5 separate regions of the Mus musculus genome follow, and regions 2, 3, 4 and 5 are each linked to region 1. A link is a contact called in public Micro-C and promoter capture Hi-C data. All regions are on one chromosome and are shown on one strand. Each heading gives the region's core, a stretch centred on a gene start, on an enhancer-like site or on the middle of the called end of the contact. The rest is flanking DNA. Distances are from core to core; before and after follow the strand shown.

Region 1 (2,631 bases), core at 60-2,559:
GTTTTGCAACAGATCTTGACAGCAACGCCTGTCAGGTTAGAAAGATATCAGTGTGTATTTCACCAACCCTTGGCAGAAGGGTGATAATGAAGGTTTGCTCTCTGTGGGAGGGTACTCGAAACCAGATCCAATAACCTAAAGAGCTCGGAGGCTTTATTAAGGGATACTTGTAAATCTTGAGAGGTTCTCAGAAAACACACACACACACAGGGAAAAGTGACAAGACACAGAATTTACTGTTCAATCATGGAGGTGACTACAGTCGCCGTCTCTGAAGCTCGCCAGCTTTTTGCTGATGTCAAACTTTGGGGTTCTACAGCACTTTCTTTAAACATGAGCATTGCTATCAGAGAGCGGGTGACTTTCCTCAAAAGAGCCTCCACCAGCCTAACTTAGCTGCCTCCAGCGGTAGCGTGACTGTGATTTACAGGAAAGCAACAAGTCCTTTCACAGTGAAATTGACATGGGAAGTCCCCCTCAGACTGGGTATCCAGCCGAGCTCTTGCTTTCCTTTCTAGTTCCCTTTCAACCAAACAACCCCAGACTTCATTCTGAGTGAAATCAAAGGAAGCCACTCAAATCAGCACCTTGTCAGAGATTAAACGTGATTCAAAAAGAGTGAAAAAGGACGGCACTTATTTATGCATTGATGGTGCAGATCGGTACTTGGCAAATGCCGAGTCCTGAACCTCATTAACGTTCCCAACCTGTGTAAGCTAAGTCCAGTGAGAACGTTGACCTTTAAGATCATGCTAATTAGTGAAACCTCTCAGTTTTCCACTCAGGCTACCACCTTCTCCTCAGATCCTGAAAACTAGTGTGGGGACTGCTGTGTGGCAGAGGCGAAGCCCCGCTAGCACCTGTGGGCGCCAGGACTGTTCAGGGCATGGTTTCCAGAGGACAGGCAGCTCTTTGGACTCTCTGAGCTTCTGTAAGCTCACCTTGAAACTATGATTTCCCTGTGCTGAGTAACCAGACCCAAACCTAACTTCCCCCGTCCAAGCTCCCACCGGCGCCCCTGCATAGCACCAGGAGCACATGCATAAAGCCAGAGAGCCTGAGCGCCCTGCGGATCTTACCTGCTTACTGCTTTGTCCCTGGCAGGCTTCTGGCTGATCAGGTGGTAGGGTGGCCGATCCAAGATTCAGAAGGTACCCTGACTCTAGCTCAGAGAAGTGCCACAGAGGAAGCGACGAGGGCTACCAAATCCCCCTATGGCAGTTCTGGAGCCTTATTCCCCTTTTATAGATGAGAGTCTCCCCCTGTCGCTCAGCCCTCTCAGCGCTCGCTCACAGAGCACAGGCTGCCAGGAGCCAATGGGGGAGTGGCAGAGCAGTCAACGCTCAGACCCCCGGGTCCTTCCACTCAACTCCCTGGGCCCGAGTGAGACACAATAGCTGCTCCTGGTGATGTGGGTGTGGAGGAGGATGCTTTCGCGAAGCCCGGGGGTGGATTCTGGTGTAGCGCTGTTTGTCACTTTCAATGCGGCCACTTTTCAGCATCTCCAGGAGAGTGTCACAGGAAAACAGAGACAAAGGTGGGGGAAAGGCAGAGATAGGAGGAGACAGAGAGAGGCGCAGAGAGTCCAATAGAAAGGCAAAAAAAAGTTGAGAATCAGAGAATGGAAACAGAGAGAGGCATGTCTGAAGCACAAGGAAGCCTAGGCAAAGTAAGAGGAAAAGAGAAAGAGCCACAGCCACAGAGGCTATCAAAGATCAGGAGAAAAAGAGGAACAGGGGGTCGGAGGAGGAGGAATGCAAGAAACAAAGGCTGTCTCAAAATATAGGGAACCAAAGGATATGCTGAAGTGTTCAAAGCAGAGGTCTTGGTTATAGAAGAGGAACATTCAGCTCCATGTTGGCAGGGACACACACACACACACACACACACACACACACACACACACACACTAGCATGCATATGAGTGTACATTTGCCTGAGAGTGCCAGGTGACTTGGGCACCTGTCTGAGTTGATGCCAGACACTGCCTTTCCTCAACCAGAGGCTGCCGTTCAATATTCAGTTTTCTCTGGCAGCCCCTGGTTCTCACAAACAAGGATGGCTGCAAACACCTCCCAGAATACCCATGTCTCTGAGTTTGGAAGGAAACATGCTTGTCTCTGTAGTCAGCTGCAGAGATGTTCACCTTGTGGGGGGGGGGGGATAGCAGAGGCTGGCTGGGCAGTCCGTGTCATGAACACCTGGGTTGCACCAGGCAGTGAGCAAAGACATCAACTTTAATCCTCACATTCTGGCCAGGCGCAGAGGCAGAGGCTGGAGAGCTTAGAAACTGGACACAGAACACAGCAAGTCATCACCCAGACCTAGATGGATCTGGTCCTTCCCATCATCTACTGGACAAACGCCCACTCTGAGGACTTGGTTCTACAGTGTCTGTGACTTGATCTGTTTACCTGAACAAGGTCGATGACAGCTACAGCTAGTAGTAACATTGGATGTGTCAGCTTGGTCTCTGCCTCTGCCACCCATCTGTGCAGAGCCCTAAGTCAAGTGAGTGGGTTCAGCCTCAATCTGCTTATCTGTAGAATGGGGGAAAGAACCCCACTGGGATCTTGGCATAGTGAAAGGAGGAAATGCCAAAAGCAATTGCCATAGCTGGCATGTGGCCAG
Region 2 (2,631 bases), core at 63-2,562, 760 kb before region 1:
CTGGATTGAGAGGGGTTGACCAGAGCGAGCAGAGGTCCTTAAAAAAAATTCAATTCCCAACAACCACATGAAGGCTCTCAACCATCTGTACAGCTATAGTGTACTCACATACATAAAACAAATAAATCTTTTTTAAAAAAAGTTTCACATTAATTACACAGCAAAGCTATGGTAGCCCAATTAGGCTAACAGTTTCCACTAAGGTATTTGAGACTGAGCAGTGAACATATACATATATCCTTTCCCCTTGAAACAGTGTTTCCCCTATGTAGCTGAGGTTGGCTTGGAACCTGCTATTTAGACCAGGCTGGTCCCAGTCTCCCAAGATCTGCCTGCCTTTCAAATGCTGAGATTAATAGGCCCAGCCCAACACTGTAATGTTATCTTAATGAGGGTGGAAAAAAACTCGTGAAGGATGTGTCAAGGGTTCCACTGAGGAAAGAGAGAACATAGAAGACAAGGATTTAGGAGAGATGGAGTTTGAGGGCATTATCAACTCAAAAAACTAAAAAGTGGGCCGGGCAGTGGTGGCACATGTCTTTAATCCCATACTTGGGAGGCAGGGTCAGTCGGGTTTCTGAGTGAGTTCCAGGACAGCCAGGACTACACAGAGAAACCCTGTCTCGAAAAATTAAAACCAAAAAAAAAAAACCAAAAAAAAAAACCAAAAACCAAAAAAACCTAAAAAGTGAGTGGGTATCTGCACAGAAATCCCGCACTCTGACTAAGTACGAGATTAACAACACGCTTTTCCAAATTAACAGAAAAACTAAGCCGAAATGATGCTTGCTGCTTTATTCTGGGAGTTCTGGTTCAGGATCACTGGCAGAGCAGTCTATGTATCCTTCAACTCTCGAGGTGCCGGCAAAGCCACCTCGGAGGTGACTGACAGCAAACACGTTAAGCGCACGTGCAAGGGGAGCAGCCGGCCCCTGGGGGCAGATTCAGAGGCTGGGGCCTCCTCCCGCCGCCCGGCCACTGCCCTCGCCCGCAGTCCCTACTCTGACTTCCACCCCACTTCCCCTTCCGACCTCCCCGCTCCGGTCCCGGCCCACGCGCCAGCCAGGGCTCGCCGGTTTCCAGGAGCGAGGGGGCGGAGCCCAAGCGGTGCCCTGCAAAGGACCAGAACGTGGGGATCACCTTTCCTCAGGGTCGGCGGCCGGTTTTTTGCCGAGGGCCGGATTGGGGGGCTTTGAAAAGAGATTTTCAAAATCCATAACTCAGACAGGGACCGTTCCTCTCCACGCCGAGCAGGTACTGAACAACCAGCGAAGCGGAGGCTACAGTCGCGCCAAGGGCCACACGCTCCGCCCAGCGCACGCGCACGCGCTCGCGCTCATGTTGCTTGGGCGCGACTCCGCGCGACCTGGCCAGCCCTACCACGCATGCGCAGTTCTCACCGTTGGTGGGGAGGCTTTCGGTGCCTGAGCTGCGCACGCGCAACTCTCTGTACTTATGTCCGATTCGTTCCTTAGTGCAGCACTACAATGTCGTTAAAAAATTAAAATAATCTTTAGGATTCTTCTTTAGAAAGCTGTGCTATTTTTATATGTACGAGAGAGAGACAGAGAGAATGAGTGCAGATGCCCGCGGAGGCCAGTTATTGTAACCCACCTGACATGAGTGTTGGGAACAGAACGCAAGACCTTTATGTTTTAACTATTGAGCCATATATCTCTTCCAGCCCCTTTAAAATTGACAGGTGACCAAGCAAAATTAATTGCACAAAAAGGAACCTAGACGATCTCTTCTGAGTAAACACATAAATATATTTAAAGCAGGCAAATTCAATAGAAAGTACTAAGTATTAAGACTATTTGGGGGTGGGGGGGTGGGGGGGTGCAGTCTTAGAGACCTGCAGATGAAGATGCAAAACTCTCAGTTCCTGCTGCACCATGCCTACCTGGATGATGCCATGCTCATTCCTTCATGATAATGGACTGAACCTTTGAATCTGTAAGCCGGCCCCAATGAAATGTTGTCCTTATAAGAGTTGCCTTGGTCATGATGTCTGTTCACAGCAGTAAAACCCTAAATAAAATGGAAGCTGGTAGCCGGGCGTGGTGGCGCACGCCTTTAATCCCAGCACTTGGGAGGCAGAGGCAGGTGGATTTCTGAGTTCCAGGCCAGCCTGGTCTACAAAGTGAGTTCCAGGACAGCCAGAGCTATACAGAGAAACCCTGTCTCGAAAAACCAAGAAAAAAAAAAATGGAAGCTGGTACCAGGGATAGGTCTGACCATGCTTTTGTTTGGAAGAATGTTGATTTCAGGACTTTGGATTTGGAAAGCGGTGGAATGTTTTAAATGGGGCTTAATGGACCATCCTAGTAGGAATATGGAAGACTTGCTGAGAATAACTGTGCAGACCAGGCCCAAGAGGTTTCAGAGAAGAATTTTCAGTTTGTGGCATAGAGACTGTTTTTGTGGTATTTTGGTGAAGAATGTGGCTGCTTTTTGCCCTTGTCTGAGAGTCTATGTGGGGCTAAGGTAAATATATATATTAATTGCATTGACAAAGGAAGTCTCAAAAAAGCCCAACATAGACTTTGTTCTCTGGTTAAATCTCATGAAGAGGTTTTTTTTTTTTTTTGAATAAGTGTAGCAGGCTTTGAAAGGAAAAATACAAAATAT
Region 3 (2,631 bases), core at 77-2,576, 720 kb after region 1:
CTTTGTTTTCCAGGGATTGACTCTCCAACAGCAGCTCTATGGAGGGTTGGCTTAGAGAAGAAAAGACGAGATTTTAAAGCCCTAGCTCTGCTCTTTCCAGCTATTTCCCTCTCCTCTAGCTTATGTACAGCGACCAAAGACCAAATGGCAAAATTAAGTTGGTCCCATCCCTAGGAAAACACACAACATAGCCCACAGGTCCTTTTAAGAAAATCATGAAGGGCAACAACAAATAAAGATGCCACACTCATGGGCTAAAAAATAGTGCACAAATGATATGCCGGGGCACCCAGGGAAGGTACATAGGGAATTTAAAAAAGAAAAAAATGCAGTCTAGTGTCCTGAAACAGAGTAAGAGATGGAGAAGTCTGAAATGGAGATGTGGCGTGCAGACAAAGAAAAGGTTGAAGATACAGGGCGGTGAAATGTCATCCTAGAGTGGTCACTCACTGGAGTCCCCCAAAATGACCACGAACTTGTTGTGTAGCAGCTGCTGGACTTCTGAGGCATGGAAGTGGACCATGGCGCTTCCCAGCAGGCGGTGTGGCATCTCGTTTTCCAAACAGAAGACCATGCTGCCACTGACACCAGCTGCAGGGAGAGGCCAATAAGCTGACAGAGGGCAGGGACTCTAGGTAGGTCCGGTCTGTTCCAAGATGACCCATGCGCGCTGGCCCCTCCCTGGCTGCTCTGTGTAATGGGGAGGAAAGTGGGAGCGGCAAGGCGAATCCCAACACGGCAGCAGCCTTTATCACACTCGGAGGGAAGAAGGGTCACTTGGGCCGTAGTCTTAGACTACAGCGCTTCGCGCGCGCAGAGACGCCTTTGCCCTGCCACGTGTCAACGGCGGCCCCGCGCGTGCGCATTCGTCCGCTCGCGCCAGTTACCAAGTCTCTCGGGGGCTCCAGGGATTCACGGGCCAGTAGGGCAGGCCCAGGTGCCGTGCGACAGCGTCTCGGCAGCGATGTCCTGATCTAGAGTCAATGATCCCATGCCCCTGGAGAGCGGTGGGTTCTGCAAAGATCCCGCCCCACAGAGCCCGGGTGCCCAGGTTAGCTGTAGGTACGCAGCTCGACGCCCAGCGCTCGCCATGCGTGCGCTACGGTGGTCCAGCCAACGCCTCCAGCATCTGTGCCTCAGATGCTCATGGCTCCCACTTTCGGTCACCCGTGTCCCGCCCTATGCGATCCCCAACGCCGGAGGAGTCAGAAAGGCAGCGAGGTTGGCCGCTGTGGAGGACAGAAACCAGGGCTAGGTCCACTCGGGCCGCCGCGCCGAGGGCAGGACGATAGCTCAGCGTAGCTTGCCCACAGTTCTGATGGCCGCTAAGGCGGCCTCGTCACGTGACCCCGAAGGGCGGAAGCGGAAGTGCGGCCTGAGCTTGCGCTAGGCGGGTTTTTCCTCGGCGACTCTTGCCGCCAGCTGTACTAGACATGGACTGTTACACTGCGAACTGGAATCCACTCGGGGACTCTGCCTTTTACAGGTGAGCTGCCCGACGCCCCACCTTCCGTCCCACAGCCCAGCTTACCTTGCTTGTCTGCTGCTGGCTTGAGCCTCCCGGCAGAGCCAGCAATGCTCGCCCCGGCCACTACGCGTGCTGGCGTCCGTCCCTATGGCGGCTCGCCTGAGCGTCTGCCACTTTACGCACTTTAGGGGCAGCAATCTGGTCCTTCCTTTGCGCCAACTGAGGCAAGCTGAGAAGCCACCCCTAAACCGAGGTCTGTTGGCCTCCGGAAGGATGCTTAGATCACGTAGAGGGAGGCCGCCCCGCGGCGACAGCGAGTGCCAGTCTCCTTCCGGAAACTGCTGAAGTCGGACCACAGGGGCTCTCACAGGAAGGCGGGATCGCCACAGCGGGCGGGGTGACAGTACTGACCAAAGCTGAGAAAAGGGGATGAACCGCTTTTCAGTCTTGGGGCACTATTAATGAGGAACCCGAGGCAGTGGCAACTCACCGGGGTTGGAGTGCCCTTAGCTGTGGGTCTTTCTCAAGGCTAAAACTAGTAACGTGATTACAATGGTTACCGTCTCGTTGGCTTTATTTCTTTTTAAGATATAAAGTACAAACTGCTTGTGGAGCGCTCATCAATTGGTCAGCCTACATTTGTCACTCTCTGAGTGGTTTCCAACTTAACCTCAATCATCCTCAATCCGTGGGTGTACCAGCTTCACAGAATTAATTGCAGGACCTCATCACACCAGGCAATTCCATGGCTTTGTGTTTGCACAGTTCTATAGTCGCTTCTATGGGCATTGCTATTTTCCTCTTTATCACCCTGAAGAATGTTGCTCATCTTTCAGGACCTGCTTGGTTTTCCTACAGTAGAATCCTTTTATGCCTCACAAAGGTCCAGTTGTAGAGTCTTATCATATGTGGCACACGAGGGCAGTGTTGGTATGAGTTTCTCGTGCTAAGCTCTTGAAGGCTAAGAATACTTCTATTTCCCATGCATATTTAGGCTAGTGCCTGTTACCTAATAGTTGGTCAGCCTTTGGTGGCCCACGCCTCTTAATCCCAGCACTCTGAGATTCAGGCCACCCTGCTCTATAGCTCAGGCCAGACAGGGCCACATAGTAAGACCCTGTCTTGAAATAATAACAGAAACAAGCAAAACCTAATCATTACCC
Region 4 (2,631 bases), core at 67-2,566, 700 kb after region 1:
CCCCTGGGTAAGCAATACCTGGTTCTTGTTTCTCAGGGAGAGTGAGGGTCTTTGCTGGGTGAGTGGGCACCACAGGCCTAGCAGTCCCCAAGGGACCAGGGTGCCTTAGCTTCTTTCGCTTCTTGACAACGATCTTTTTTTTCTTGATGACTCGAAGCCGGACATGCCGTTCTGAGGTCTCTAGGGTACCAGGGGACAATGTACCAAAGAAGAGAAGAATGTCATGAAACCCAGACGGAAAGGTCTGCTAGCCCAAGAAGGCATTTGGGCATATGTGACACCTACAACAATTACTGACATCCTAGCACAGCACACAAGACCTGTTTCCTAACTCCACCTGCCTCTTTTAGTCATTTCTTCAGTTTTTCCTTCTTAACACAACATCTTTGGCTCACGTCCCCTCTGACTCCCTGATTCAGGGGAGAGCAACACTGAGCCATTAGAGACTGGTCACTCTGAAGGTCTGAAGTTAGTTTTTAACCTCCAGGCCTTGCTCTGGTCCGTCCTCTTCGGTAATACTACCTCCTGTCTCTAATCTTGCATCTACTCTCATCAACCTCCAAGCCTTCCTTATCTTCAGACTAAGCCTCGGGTCTTTTCCTGAATGAAGTCCGTGCTTGGCCTACCTGCTGGCCTCAGAGCTCCTAACTAAGGAAGAAGTTGGGAAGCCAGACAGTCTGCCTGCGCCCATCACGAGGCAGTGATCTTTCCTCCAGGCAGCCTCACTCCCTGTCTTTTCCCCTCCAGTCCATGGCCTTACACACCATCCTGCATAGGCTTGTCCCCTTTTAGTCTGGTGTCTCTTCACCTTTCCAGATTCTGGCCTCAAATTTCATTTGTGAAGAAGGCAGGCTGGAGTTGGGGCAGCCAGCATCCCGCTGGGCCTGCCCTAAGACTGCTGACTAGGTCTGGCCAGGATGGGGCTGCTGACTCAGCAGCCATTGCACTGGGCTGTGCTTGTCCCCGTTCACAGGGCGAGCTGGAGGACCCAGCTGGGGGAGTGGGTCTGACCTGCCCAGCAGCCGACCATGGGACCCAGAGCTCACCATTTGCCTTTGTGGACGGCTGTGCAACGCTGCTGTGTGGAGCCAGGGTTGAGCCCGGCGCCAGGCCCGGCACTGAGGCGCTGGGAGCCCCCAGCCCCAGACCGACGGAAGGCGCAAAGGCGGTCACTGCGAGCAAGAGACCCCACATAGCGGGAAGGGTCGACGAGCGCGCTGTGCCGAGGTTCTTGGTGGGTTCTCTTCTTCCTGCGGGCGTCTGCGGAGCCCCCCGCCCCTTCCTGCTCGCCCGCCCTCCACCGCCCCACGCCCCTCTGCAGCCTCCGGCCCGCCCACAGCCACTCTCTGGAATCCGACACCCTAGGAGGGGGAGGGCTGCGGAGAGCCGCGACATCCCCCGGGGGCGGCTGACTCTGGTGAACCGCGAGGACCCCCGGGGGGGGGGGAGGGCGGCGGGCTGGGGTCCAGAGACCCAATGTCGCAGCCTCACCGGTGTCCGGCCCTACACAGGCTGCAAAGTCACCGCACATTCTGTTCGACTGCGCGCGCCTATCCCATCTGCAGGCACCTATGCAAGGCGCTCTGCACGTGGTCTGAATCTTAGTCAAACTTCAGTTTGCAGGCTGATAAACTGAAGCTTGCATTGGGCCTTGTTGACGTGGCCAAGGTAACAAAAGCTGGGGGCTTTGGAAACTACAACTTGAGAGGAAAATCCATCCAGAACTTAGGGTGCCTTGCTGGGGTGGGTAGGGCAACGGGGAAAGACCGCAGGAGAGCAGTGGGGGTGGAAGGCTAGGGTTGCGTTGTGGGGGTGAGGGGTCCTCCATTAAACCCAAAAACAAACTGTGGGTGCAAAGAGAGGCGGCGCTTCCTCTCCGACCCGCCTCCTCTCTTTTTCCCTCCCGGGGCTGCCACGTTTTGGGGTTACATAACTCGAGGAAGGCAGCCAGAGCTGATAACCAGAGGGCTGGCGTCAAGAACCGTGAGACCAAGTCTAGTCTTAATGGGATTCCCGCACTTCTCGATCCACCTCCTTCCCCTCCTCCTCCCATCCTCCTCCAGGAGTTCTCTGACCTGTTTTCCCCAGGACCCCTCTAGATTCTCCCCACACCGGAGTCACCTGCCCCAAAGAAAGGCCTGTGCCACTGGTGCTTGCTCTGCCTTCGCTGTAGTCCCCCAAGAAGTGTCTATGTAAATGAGCTGAATAACCTCAAGTCAAGCCTGCACCTTTCAGAACCACCTTTCTGGTTCTGCAGCAGAACCAGAGCCTGGTGGAAATGCGTGGGGCCAGGTGTGGGGCTCCTGAACTGAGGCCACCTCCTATAGGGACCACTGCAAAGGAGTAAGCCCTGTCATCTAGCCCAACTATGGCACTCCAGGAGGGTCAGAGAACTCTGAGAAGGGAGTGATCACGGAGGACCCATACATGTCCAAGTCCCGTTTTGGTGCTCCCACCTAAGAAGCAGTGCTAGGCTCAGCTCACCAGATAGGCATAGAGAAGTTTAAGGAAGACACCATGTTCTACTGTCCTTTCTGATGCTGTGACAAAATACTCGGACAAAAGGCAACTTGGGGAAGGTAAGGATTTATTTCTAATTACAGGTTCATTCAGGGAAGTTGAGGCAGAACT
Region 5 (2,631 bases), core at 41-2,540, 630 kb before region 1:
AACTCACTCTGTAGACCAGGCTGGCCTCGAACTCAGAAATCCGCCTGCCTCTGCCTCCCAAGTGCTGGGATTAAGGGCGTGCTCCACCATTGCCCAGCTAAGACTCTTTTCTTAAGAGTATACTTATTAATATCTGTAAAGAACTCTCTATCTGTAGATTCACTTTGTCCCATCTTGAGAGATACCCATGAAATGCACACAACCCAGAACTGATGTCTTCTGACCTAAGACGGGTGCTGATAGCTTCCAACAGAACAGCTAGGCACTGATGGCACCTAGTATCAGCCTCTGCTGATGGCAGCAGGCAATAAAAGCCAGAGCTGATGGCTCCTGGCTTAACATGGGCACTGATGGTACCCAACCAGGAACTGATGGCCCCAACTATCCGCCTCTACTGATGGCAGAAGACAATTTAACTGCACACTCCTTGTCCAATGGATTTGTAAGACCCAGTTAAGAGTCCTATCTGTGTCCACTTACCTTATTCAATGTCGCTGTTCGGGTGCCAAATTAGAACATTGGGAGCCTCCTGGCCCGGGCCAGGGGTAGCAGTGGAGTCACAGAGTAAGGACTCTGGTGATGGCTTTAACGTCTGAGGGTCTTGGGGCTTTCTAGCTCTCTAATTATACTGAAATGCTGATGATAACTTCTAAAAAGTCCTAAAAACTTTCTTGCTCTTTCTGAGGGCTTGCTTGCTGGCTTAGGCGATTAACACCTGTAGCCTATCAGGGGAGGATTAAGCAATACAGCCTTTGTTCTATCTCAGCAGGAATCTTTCCTAAAATGAGTCCCTCATAGCCTTGCTTAATGAGGGCTCACTGTCGCAGATTATATAATAATCCAAGGCAGGCTACTTCAGGATGATCACCTGCTAGTTATTAGCTTGTCCCATTATGGCTCCTGACATGTGTCCGATTTTACCGCACCCAGATCAAACCCAGAGCTCAGTGCTGGCTAAGCAAGCACTCTACCAACTGAGCTACACCCATGCCTGGATCTTTTGTTTCATCCACCAAATCTGATTTTGAACTTGGTGGAAGACCCAGACAGAGGGCGGAAAGGGATATTGGCGGGCTATGGCGCAGCTGGAATTATTTCCCTTGGTCTCTCCACCGCAGTTTGCTATTACTGCAGCCACACTTGAGACCCATGTCACCGGCCACACACTGAGTGGCGGGGCGGCCCTGGTGGGCCCTGCTTGGGAGCTCCTGCCGCCGCAACCCGCAGACCTGCCCTTAGCGCCGCGCGGAATCACGGTCGTGGGCGGGGCGCCGGCGGTGGGCGGGGCGCTGGGGGTGGGCGCGGCGTCCGGGTGGCGCTCGCCACTCGGGCGGTGGCGCGGGCGCCCAGGGCAGACACTAGGGTAATCCGGAGGCGCGGCCCTGGAATTAGACCGACAGCGGGGCTGAGGCTGAGGCTGGGGCAGTGTGCACGCGGGGCCGCCGTGCCCTGGACTCGTGTAGCGGCTGCGGGGCGCGCTGCCCTTCGCCATGTACACCTTCGTGGTGCGCGACGAGAATAGCAGCGTCTACGCCGAGGTCTCCCGGCTGCTGCTGGCCACCGGCTACTGGAAGAGGCTACGGCGAGACAACCCCAGGTTCAACCTGATGCTGGGGGAGAGGAACCGACTGCCCTTCGGGAGACTAGGTGAGCCCTTCCCTCGTGGCCGCTGCGCGCATGAATCGGAGAGCGAGCGCTTTTGTTTTTTAAGGTCATTAATCTTCCCTAGGCGCGAGCTCACCTTAGCAGATATAAAATGGGTCTAGCAAGACCTAAACCCGTAGCTGGATTTGGAACGGAGTCTGGGTGCGGTTGCCCTGTCTGCTGACAGTGACCTATACCCGCACTCAGGGTGTCGGCCTGGTTCCCCTGCTTCCCTGGGCCCGCATCAGTCATCTTGCAGCTTTCCGCCACTTAGGATTCAGCTCTGTGTGGTGTGGGCGTGGAAGGGGAGTTGAAACCGCCGAGGCTTGGGTTACCCGGAGGCCAAGATGAACCGGCAGGGAATTTGGAGAAAACTCACTGACTTACCCAAAGCAGGAGCTTCCAGGGAAGCTGGAGCGTGGGGAGCTGTTCCATTTCAGACCTTTCCTTTAGCTGCACCAAAAGTTTACATTTGCAGCTGCATTTAGTGATGTTTTCTTACACGATCTTGGGTGACTTTTGCTCTCCTCATCCACATGTGCGAAACTGGCTTGGTACCATTCTATTCGCGTACTCTCATGTAGGAAGGGACAGCAACTCCCTTTTAAATGACGTAATCTTGAAGTTGTCCTAATGGGTTCAACTAGCATCCCACAGACTTGAACCTGGTCTCATGGTCCCTTCACTACATAGTCATCTGGGGAGGGCTTGCCTCTCTCTGGGTGTCTGGTTCTTTTCCAGAATTTCACTTGGGGGTGGGATCATTTGTATTTCAAGGACAGAAGAGGAGGGGGGCATCTCTACCTTAGCAAACACCCCAGAAAGTAGTGTCCCGTGTCCTGAAGAGGAGAGGTTTTTTTCAGACATAGGTGTGGTCAGCGGTGGATGAGGCTAAACGGAAAGCAGTTTGTTTGGAACTAACAGGCAATTTGGCAAGCTTGCATAGGGCACTTGGGTGACATTATAGCCACAGCAAGCTATGATGGC

What was found. Promoter capture Hi-C pulls out the DNA fragments that hold promoters and counts their contacts. Hi-C and Micro-C count contacts between places; a contact is called where the count stands out from the background.
Region 2: a promoter capture Hi-C map of neutrophils shows a contact between it and region 1, with 2.9 times the contacts expected there. The contact joins the promoter of Zc3h8 here to the promoter of Pdyn in region 1. A contact is called at or near these places in 4 of 39 promoter capture datasets (embryonic stem cells, hippocampal neurons, liver and 1 more).
Region 3: a contact with region 1 is called in a Micro-C map of embryonic stem cells, with 3 times the contacts expected there. The contact joins the promoter of Pced1a here to the promoter of Pdyn in region 1. A contact is called at or near these places in 1 of 39 promoter capture datasets (hippocampal neurons) and 1 of 484 Hi-C or Micro-C datasets (embryonic stem cells).
Region 4: a promoter capture Hi-C map of embryonic stem cells shows a contact between it and region 1, with 2.7 times the contacts expected there. The contact joins the promoter of Cpxm1 here to the promoter of Pdyn in region 1. A contact is called at or near these places in 6 of 39 promoter capture datasets (3T3-L1-derived adipocytes, embryonic stem cells, liver and 1 more).
Region 5: a contact with region 1 is called in a promoter capture Hi-C map of neutrophils, with 4 times the contacts expected there. The contact joins the promoter of Ttl here to the promoter of Pdyn in region 1. A contact is called at or near these places in 3 of 39 promoter capture datasets (embryonic stem cells, liver and neutrophils) and 2 of 9 other capture datasets (liver and macrophages).

The regions. Positions count from the first base shown.
Region 1 is chr2:129,698,629-129,701,259 of GRCm38.p6, forward strand. It overlaps Pdyn (prodynorphin), which reads right to left and starts at 1,310. Exons shown (of 4, transcript NM_018863.4): 1 at 1,080-1,310.
Region 2 is chr2:128,942,708-128,945,338 of GRCm38.p6, forward strand. It overlaps Zc3h8 (zinc finger CCCH type containing 8), which reads right to left and starts at 1,313. Exons shown (of 9, transcript NM_020594.2): 1 at 1,141-1,313. The coding sequence starts at 1,217.
Region 3 is chr2:130,422,962-130,425,592 of GRCm38.p6, forward strand. Pced1a (PC-esterase domain containing 1A) reads right to left here and starts at 1,327. Exons shown (of 7, transcript NM_178762.4): 1 at 451-1,327. The coding sequence starts at 574. It overlaps Vps16 (VSP16 CORVET/HOPS core subunit), which reads left to right and starts at 1,359. Exons shown (of 24, transcript NM_030559.3): 1 at 1,359-1,486. The coding sequence starts at 1,434.
Region 4 is chr2:130,396,313-130,398,943 of GRCm38.p6, forward strand. It overlaps Cpxm1 (carboxypeptidase X 1 (M14 family)), which reads right to left and starts at 1,317. Exons shown (of 14, transcript NM_019696.2): 1 at 1,047-1,317; 2 at 19-180. The coding sequence starts at 1,194.
Region 5 is chr2:129,064,657-129,067,287 of GRCm38.p6, forward strand. Ttl (tubulin tyrosine ligase) reads left to right here and starts at 1,291. Exons shown (of 7, transcript NM_027192.2): 1 at 1,291-1,647. The coding sequence starts at 1,491. It overlaps Vinac1 (vinculin/alpha-catenin family member 1), which reads right to left and starts at 1,253. Exons shown (of 11, transcript NM_001370941.1): 1 at 481-1,253.